Regions from separate parts of the Macaca mulatta genome. Here region 2 is linked to region 1. The links are chromatin contacts, called in public Hi-C maps. All regions are on one chromosome and are shown on one strand. The core of a region is the stretch at or near the end of the contact, and the rest is flanking DNA. Distances in the headings are between cores, read along the strand shown. Region 1 holds the start of SELENOH (selenoprotein H). Region 2 holds the start of ZDHHC5 (zinc finger DHHC-type palmitoyltransferase 5).

The links. A called contact is a pair of places that touch in the nucleus more often than the background predicts.
Region 2: a Hi-C map of fetal cortex germinal zone shows a contact between it and region 1, with 1.7 times the contacts expected there. The contact joins the promoter of ZDHHC5 here to the promoter of SELENOH in region 1. A contact is called at or near these places in 4 of 14 Hi-C or Micro-C datasets (CD4 T cells, cortical neurons, fetal cortex germinal zone and 1 more).

The regions. Positions count from the first base shown.
Region 1 is chr14:15,652,933-15,657,411 of T2T-MMU8v2.0, reverse strand. SELENOH (selenoprotein H) reads left to right here and starts at 2,279. Exons shown (of 4, transcript NM_001321341.1): 1 at 2,279-2,631; 2 at 2,721-2,866; 3 at 3,031-3,141; 4 at 3,773-4,015. The coding sequence starts at 2,510. The coding sequence ends at 3,131. TMX2 (thioredoxin related transmembrane protein 2) reads left to right here. Exons shown (of 8, transcript NM_001195759.1): 7 at 12-141; 8 at 1,016-1,469. The coding sequence ends at 1,162. BTBD18 (BTB domain containing 18) reads right to left here. Exons shown (of 2, transcript XM_028842744.2): 2 at 4,423-4,479.
Region 2 is chr14:15,725,494-15,729,972 of T2T-MMU8v2.0, reverse strand. It overlaps ZDHHC5 (zinc finger DHHC-type palmitoyltransferase 5), which reads left to right and starts at 1,764. Exons shown (of 12, transcript XM_015114147.3): 1 at 1,764-1,894. It overlaps LOC144334210 (a long non-coding RNA gene), which reads right to left and starts at 2,432. Exons shown (of 2, transcript XR_013403802.1): 1 at 2,375-2,432; 2 at 621-1,020.

The sequences.
Region 1 (4,479 bases), core at 1,030-3,529:
GGGCCCTGCAGGTACAAAGTGAGCACATCACCCCTCACCAAGCAGCTCCCTACCCTGATCCTGTTCCAAGGTGGCAAGGAGGTAATGCGGCGGCCACAGATTGACAAGAAAGGACGGGCTGTCTCATGGACCTTCTCTGAGGTACCTGAAAGGAAGGGCAGGTGCATGAAGGGTGTAGAACAGTAGGTGGGCTTTCGAGCCCTACCCAGCTTTGATTCACAGTTCTGCCACTTGCCTATTAGCTTTAAGGGTGTGGACTAGTTACTAGACCTCGTGTATTAATTCACTTAGCAAATATATATTATGTGCCAGACCTGCTAGTACTGGGGAACAATTATTAGTTTAAGATTTGGTCTCAGGCCAGGTACGGTGGCTCATGCCTGTAATCCCAGCACTTTGGGAGGCCGAGGCTGGCAGATCACCTGAGGTCAGGAGTTCGAGACCAGCCTCACCAACATGGAGAAACCCCATCTCTACTAAAAATACAAAATTAGCCAAGTGTGCTGGCTTATGCCTGTAATCCCAGCTACTTAGGAAGCTGAGGCAGGAGAATCGCTTGAACCTGGGAGGCGGAGGTTGCAGTGAGCTGAGATTGCGCCATTGTGCTCCAGCCTGGGCAACAAGTGCGAAACTCCATCAGAAAAAAAAAAAAAAGATTTGGTCTCGAAGGCCCCTGCACATATTGTCTGTAGGTGTTAGGTTCCTTGTCAGTTAATTGGAGGTAATAACCCCTGGCTTACAGGATTGTTTTGCAGATTACATTAAATAATTTAGGTATATATAATTCTTGGCACAGTGAATAAATACCCATTGAATAGTTAAATACCCATTGGCACATAATGGGTATTTAACTATTAGTTGACTTTTCTGGGTACCTAAAAAAGAGGAAGGTTAGGGAAGATTTTTGTCCTTTGCTTACTCCTTCCTTTCCCAGACTGTGTAAAATGCCTTACTTCCCAGGCTCTTTACTCTCCCTTCCAACCCAGATCCTGATTTGTGCATCTCTTTTGTGCAGGAGAATGTGATCCGAGAATTTAACTTAAATGAGCTATACCAGCGGGCCAAGAAGCTATCAAAGGCTGGAGACAATATCCCCGAGGAGCAGCCTGTGGCTCCAACCCCCACCAGAGTGTCTGATGGGGAAAGCAAGAAGGACAAATAAGATCCTCACTTTGGCAGTGCTTCCTCTCCTGTCAATTCCAGGCTCCTTCCATAACCACAAGCCTGAGGCTACAGCCTTTTATTTATGTTTTCCGTTTGGCTGTGACTGGGTGGGGCGGCAGGGTGCTGCTTCTGATTTTACAGAGGCATCTAGGGAATTGTCAGGCACCCTACAAGAAGGCCTGCCATGCGGTGGCCAGCTGTTCACTGGAGCAAGAAAGAAAGAGATCTCCTATGATGGAGGGGAAATGGTTTTCCTCCAAGCTTGGGTCAGTGTGTTATCAACTATTCAGACATCTCCATGGTTTCTCTATGAAACTATGGTTTCATTATTCCTTCTTACTCGACCTGCAGAGCCTGGTTAGACCTAGATTTAACCCTAAGCTAGGATGCTGGGGTATAGAAAGCTAAGAATTTTCCCTCAAGGACTCTTGCTTCCTTAAGCCCTTCTGGCTTGGTTTATGGTCTTTACTAAAAGCATAAGCCTAACTTTGTCACTAGTCCTAAGGAGAAACCTTTAACCACAAAGTTTTTTTTATCATTGAAGACGATATTGAACAACCCCCTGTTTTGTGGGGATTGAGAAGGGGTGAATAGAGGCTTGAGACTTCCCTTTGTGTGATAGGACTTGGAGGAGAAATCCCTTGGACTTTCACTAACCCTCTGACCTACTCCCCACACCCAGTTGATGGTTTTCCACAATAAAAAGATTGGGATTTCCTTTTGATTGCACCTTTGTGTGTTCCTGTACTAGAAAAGCCTGGCAACTGCAGAGGAATTGCCCATCTTGACGTCAAAGGTCATCCTATTCGGTTTTACCAAAGGCCGGGCATTGATCCCCAGGATTGGCAAGAGTTGCAGAAGGCCAGTTTCCATAAGCCTAGAATAGGGGCCACTGTTAGGTGGTGGGTTTAGTTTGGGATTGGTTCGCAGTTGCCAGGGAGGAGAGTTTGGCGACGGATCGTTGCACACAACATGTAGCGCGACGCAAAGGTACAGAAAAGACGGCGCGTGAAGCGAGGCTTGCAATAGGACCCTTGTCTCCGCCCCTTCCTGCTGTGTTCACCATCCCAGCGTCCCCTGTCTCGTCGACCCGAAGCGATGGGTGGTTCCGTCAGGCGCTTCCCGCACCTCCCCTCTCCCTGCTTGCAAAGTGGTTGTGCCCCAAGGTCCGCCTCCAGGCCACGTGGGCGCTGCGGACCACGCTTTCCGTTCCTTGGGGAGAGGTTTCCGCTGTAGGAGGGTAGCTTCCGGGCTGCGGTCTTCGCTGCCCACTTCCAGCTCAGTGGTCGCGTCTTTGCACCCCACCCACCAGGCCTGCTGCATTCTCGGCCAGGTTCTAGGCGCCATGGCTCCCCGCGGTAGGAAGCGGAAGGCTGAGGCCGCGATGGTCGCCGCAGCCGAGAAGCAAGAGAAGCTGGCGAACAGCGGGGAGGGAATGGAGGAGACAACCGTTGTTATCGAGCATTGGTGAGGGGCCTGGAGAGTAACCGGGGAGAGGGAATAGTGGCGCGGCGGGGCCAGAGGCCCCGGTCTCTAACCTCCCCTTCTCTCCCTAGCACGAGCTGACGCGTCTATGGGCGCAACGCCGCGGCCCTGAGTCAGGCGCTGCGCCTGGAGGCCCCAGAGCTTCCAGTAAAGGTGAACCCGACCAAGCCCCGGAGGGGCAGCTTCGAGGTGACGCTGCTGCGCCCGGACGGCAGCAGTAAGTGGGGACGTGGGTGTGGGGGAGAGGGGCGGAGGGGAGAGGGACGTGGATTCCGAAGAGAGGAAGCGCTGTTCTCAGAAACCGCGGCAGTCTCATGACTTCAGAGACGTGCGGGTGGATTCCGAAGTATTGTAACTTCACTTCATTCTGTCCTTTCGCAGGTGCGGAGCTCTGGACTGGGATTAAGAAGGGGCCCCCACGCAAACTCAAATTCCCTGAGCCTCAAGAGGTGGTGGAAGAGTTGAAGAAGTACCTGTCGTAGGGAGATTTGGGTAGAAGTCCTCATGCTGAGGTTTGAAATGGGAAGTGGGGGGCGCGGCCGCTGTTGAGGAAGAGAAGGGATTAATCTTGGTGTGGCTACAAGTACCCACCTGGCGTGGGTAGCTCACGCCTGCAGTCCCAGCACTCTGGGAGATCGAGGCAGGAGTGAATGGCCAACATAGGGAGACCCCGTCTATTTGAGAAAAAAAAAAAAAAGACACAATACTGTTTTCTATCTAGTGTGCCCTAAGTGCAATTTGTCATTTGGAAGACTGTAGTTGACTGTTGCCCTGGGGGTATGGACAAGTTTTCCATTTGGAAGTTTATTTCATGCTACTTCATTTATGTTTATCGCTACACTCTTCTGTTTGGTTCTAGGGTGTTCTGTTACTGTCCCCTGTGTTAACACTGTACTACAATACCATCACATTTGGTTACAAGGATTTTGACCTTGTCTTTGTCCCTAGTGCTTCATACAGTGTTTTGGCATGTTCTGCACTTATGTTGAGTGAGATTTGGAGGAAGGATGCAATCCTTGAGCTCCAGGGTTTGTGAGTTCAAGGGTTGGAGAACCTGTCTTCCTCAGTCCTTATCATTGCCTGGATCCTTTCTCTAACCTTATTTTCCTTCTCATTTTTGCAGCTTTGTGTCCCTGGTGATGCTGGAACATTAATGATGGAACATGGCCAAACTTCAGTCATGTGCCTGAAGCCATGGTTTCTACCCCGCCAGAAATGATGGTTCAGTTGTGAGGCAACCCTCTAGTAAGGCATTGCAAAAGTTACTGGATTTGGTTTAATAAAAGTTGAAATAAAGTATTTGAGTAATAGAGTAAAACTTAATCTTAAGGGATGGACAAAGCCAGCCTTGTGGAGTTGGTAGTCCTTGTGTTTTTCATAGCCCAAGATAGCCATATGACCTGGAACTTTAAAAAAAAAAAATTTTTTTTAAGAGCCAGAGTCTCACTTCGTCACCCACACTGGAGTATAGTGGTGCTCTCTGCAACCTCTTGTCTTCCAGGTTCAAGCGATTCTCCTGCCTCAGTCTCCTGAGTAGCTGGGATCACAGGTGCACAGCACCACGCCTGGCTAATATCTATTTTATTTTATTTTTAGGAAAGGCGGGGTTTCACCATGTTGGCCAGGCTGGTCTCAAACTCCTGACCTCAAGTGATACATCTGCCTTGACCTCCCAAAGTGCTGGAGTTAACAGGCATGATGAGCCACCACACCTGGCCTGACCTGGAACTTTTAGGGTCTCTAGTAAAACATGAAAAATGCTTGTAAAAATTATGGGAGCAAAGTAAATAATTTATTTTTTAAAAAAAGCAACTATCTTTTTCAACTTAC
Region 2 (4,479 bases), core at 515-3,014, 73 kb before region 1:
ACCATGCCCGACTGATTTTTGTATTTTTAGTAGAGACGGAGTTTCACTATGTTGGCCAGGGTGGTCTCGAACTCCTGACCTCGTGATCCGCCCGCCGTGGCCTCCCAAAGTGCTGGGATTACAGGCGTGAACCACCACGCCAGGCCAGGTCTAAAGAGTTTTAAAAATACAAAGTCGTTATAAAGAACTCTCAAGTGTGTTGCAATAAATGCTGGTTTGACTCTGTTAACAAGAATAAACTAGAATTGATAATATATACCATGTCAGAGAAGGAACTAGACTCCAGAAAACAGGAGAAGGTAGTTCTCCTTTACCTTGCTGCCTAATACTAAAGTGTCAGAACCACAGTAAAGCCAGCAACATTTGAGACCAAACCCGAGGACAGGCAGGATTTTACAGACAGGTGAGGGGCCTCGGCTTCAGGGAAGTGGCTCGTGAAACACCTTTCTGAGGGGCCATTATGTAATAGCCAGAGTTGCTTTCCAAAAAAGAAACAGCCTCGAACTGAACGGGGAGAGAACACGTGGCATTGCTATTGGGTTCACAGCTGTCTTGGGCTAATCAGGGCAAAGCGTAGCACTGTGACCTATGCAGAGTGAGCTCGCCAGGGACCTAGAGAACCTTTTGCTTCCAGCTTTGTATTCTCGGATTGGGTGAGGTGAGGGATGCGGGCGCCCACTCCACCTGTGGCAGTGGGAAACTAATGGAATTCAGAGAGTTCACCTCCCGGCTCGCACGCCGGGTGCGGGAGCGTGCTGCCACCGCCTCAGGTCGCGCGCTCCTTAGGCTTCCCTCTCACGGTTAGCGCTACGGCTCCAAGGCTGGCGCCTGCTCTTCTTTATCTCCCTCCCCGGCCCTTGGCAGGAGACTCGCCCTACAATGGCTCTTCAAGTCCGGGCGTCCCCTTCATGTGGGACCAAAGCCCAGAGCATTCCATCATCCTGGATTCTGCCTGGACCAGCGACCTCGCCGGACTGAAGATTTCTCCAGCAAGATTGTTTTAAATAAAGTTTTCGCCGTCTGGAAAAAAAAAAAAAAAAAAGGAGGTGGGAAGGAGAAAAGGCAGGCCTAGTCGCCAAATGGTTGGCCAATCCGCCGCGAAGGGGCTGAAGCAGGAAGCGGCGAAACTCCGTCAGTAATTGGCTGCGCTAGAAGCCTGTCTGGACTGTACCACCTCACTGGGAGAGGGGTTGCTGAATTCGAGAAGGTGGCTGCTTGCTTTTGAGTACTTCCAGTACACACACATAATTCTTTTCTTCTTTCCGAGAGTTTTTGCTTGGATTCAGTGGGAATACAACAGGACGCAGGAGAAGGGAAGACTCGCCTGGCCATTTCCTCATTCCTGACTCCTGTGCATTAGGCCAATCCCTGTCTCTTAGTCGTCCCCGCAACCCCACGGCCTTACGTGCGCGCTCTCGTCTCCTCGAGTGCGTACGACGCTGTGTTGCTGCAGCCAATCAGAACGCGAGGTCGCCCCGGTCGCCAGGGTTCGCGCGCACGCCCCAGATCGGAGTCGGGGTGGGGGATATGGGTGAATGGGAGAGTGAGCGGGGGTGGGCGCGGCAGCGCGAGCCGCATGAATGAGACAAACGTGCGCCGCGCGAGACGTCGCGCGAGTCCGGACCAGGGAACCAATGGGAACGCTGGAAGGGTTCGAGACCCGGCACTGAGGGCAACGGCCGCGCGCCGGCTCCGAGTCGAGCGTCGCCTGGCGGGAGCGCGCGGCAGCGGGGCGGGCGTGGAGCGTGCGGGGGCCGCGCGCTGCTTCTCTGAGGCAGGACGGCACTGCCGGGAGGCGGCGGTGACAACGACGGTGGTGGTGACGAGCACCGGGCTAGGGGGTGAGTGCCGAGGACACCGGTGCCTGCGGAACCGGAAGTGCCGGACCAGTGAGGTGGGAGGGGAGGGTGACCTCTAGGGAAGGGGGACCGACGACGGGGAGGGGGTTAAGGCCCCATTTCTCCTCCGGGCCGGGTCTTCCAACCGCGGCGGGACCCGTGGGCCCTGGAAACGGACGACGAGTAGAGGCCGGGGATCTACGGCCACCAGGGCTCGGAACGGATTAGAGCCGGCCACTCAGCTCGAGACCACGGTCCCCGGTGCCTGGCGCCCAGCCGCCGCCCCTTCCGCCCCCGGCCCTGCGCCCTCGGGCTCTGCGGTCCCCGCTGCCCGCTCTCTTAACCTCGGTGGGCCTGGCCGCCGTGGATTCCTTCTCCTCGGTTTCAGCGGTCGTCAGTCCTGCCCGAACGGGTGATTCTCTTTGCCCCCGTCCGGTGGTGGGGACCGGGGGCTGTTTCCCTTTTACCGCTCTGCGGTTCGATTCCCTCGCTCCACTCTGCTGATACTTATTTTGGCTCAAGCTTCATTCTGTTACCTGTTCTCTCTCACCCGTCCGCGTCCTCCTCCTGCCGCCACCAGCCGAGTGCTCCATGCTTTTAGTACTTTGTACTTTTTAAAGTGGAACTCGAATGCGTTTGTCAATATTTTACCTATGTAAATTTCTTTTTGGGGCAGGGAGGTGGAAAGTGTTTTACCCACTTGGCCAAATGAAACACTGAAATAAGAAGTAAGAAAGTTGCTAAAAGTTACGAAGGCAGTTGTAGGGTCACATATATGTTATACTCTAGACTATTTTTCTGCCTTGGATTCTTCACTTCCTGGTTAATGCCATCTTGAGCAAGTTGATCTAACATTTTCATATCATCCTTTTATCTCAGTATTCCTCTGTCCTGGATCAAATATCTTCAGAATGCTCATTATCACCCTTTCTATAAACTTAATGTTTACAAAATTATATTGCCATGTATTTTACGATCTCGGTATATAATGATAACACCCACATTAAACTTCTTGGCTCTTTCTCCCATACCTTGACATGTGAATTATTCCATGGTACCTCCATTACTGTGTATTTAGATTTACTCTATTACTGTTACACCACTTATTTCAACAAAAAATAGTTGTGTTGTCCTTGGTACTGCTGGTATCCACCTGTTTAAGGAAATACCTGTATTAAACCTTATTAAAGCCTTCAAACCACATATCCTGTATTGTTTTACATATACATATTTCCATTTCATAGTTTACTCTGTGCCTCAATATGGCATACATATTATTATTATTTTTTTTTTCTGAGACGGAGTCTGGCTCTGTCGCCCAAGCTGGAGTGCAGTGGCTGCGTTCTTGGCTCACTCCACCTCCCGGGTTCAAGCGATTCTTGTGCCTCAGCCTCCCTAGTAGCTGGGATTTCAGGCGTGCGCCATCACGCCCTGCTCATTTGTTTGTATTTTTAGTAGAGACAGGGTTTTGGCATGTTGGCCAGGCTGGTCTCGAACTCCTGACCTCAAATGATCTGCCCGCCTCAGCCTCCCAAAGTGCTGGGATTACAGGCATGAGCCACCGCGCCTGGCCGGCATACATATTCTTGTTTACTTTTTTGATACTAGTATGGATTCGGACTCTTGACTCTGATGAACCACGCTCACCCTTGTGGTTTCATCCTACTATCTGCAGCATATCCTTCTGCTAAGAATTGGTTCATCTTTATTTATACGCAGTAAATTCTTAGGTTTTATGGTTTCCCTTCTATTGTGTAGCCCCCCCAAGCATCTCAGATGTGGATCTCTTTTGTATTCCCAGTATTATACTCCCAAAATTGCATGGCCTTTCATGACTCTGTATTGCTATGTCAGTATTAGTCCATGTGACTTTTTTCCTGTGGAAAATATATGAAATAATATATAGTATCTAAATGATATTCTACTCTAGATAAAATTTAGTGTAATTTTCCATCTTTTCTAGTCTTTGGGATTTTGAGGGAAAAGTTTCTTTAATAGTACATATTGGCTGGGCAGGGTGGCTTACACCTGTAATCCCAGCACTTTGGGTGAGTGGGCAGATCACCTGGAGGTCAGGAGTTCGAGACCAGCCTGGGCAACATGGTGAAACCCCATCTCTACTAAAAATACAAAATTAGCTGGGCGTCGTGGTGCCCTCCTGTAATCCCAACTGCTCGGGAGGCCAAGGCAGGAGAATTGCTTGAATCGGGGAGGTGGAGGTTGCAGTGACATGCACTTCAGCCTGGGTGATAGAGGGAAACTGTTTAAAAAAAACAAAGTACAGATTGTCTACAAACCAAGAATTTGCTTTTGTTAACAAAGTTACCGAGGCCTACATTCCAAATGTTAGGCTTTGATTCCTGTAGGAAACTGAGAGTTAAATAATCATTAAATCAGGGACTAGAGAGGATTTATGTTTTCTAGGACTATAACAATTTCTTAGAATTTCTGGGCGCTCACTGTATTCTAATACTGCTGTTTGGCCCTCTGAAACTCACATTTTAAAGAAAGAAATGAATCATAAGGGAAGGCACCTTTGCTTTCCATGCCACAGGTGAGAGAGGAAGCGGTAAATTATAGGACACATTTATATTTTGTTATCTGAATCTTCTGAATTTTTTTTTTTCTTTTCTTTTTTTCT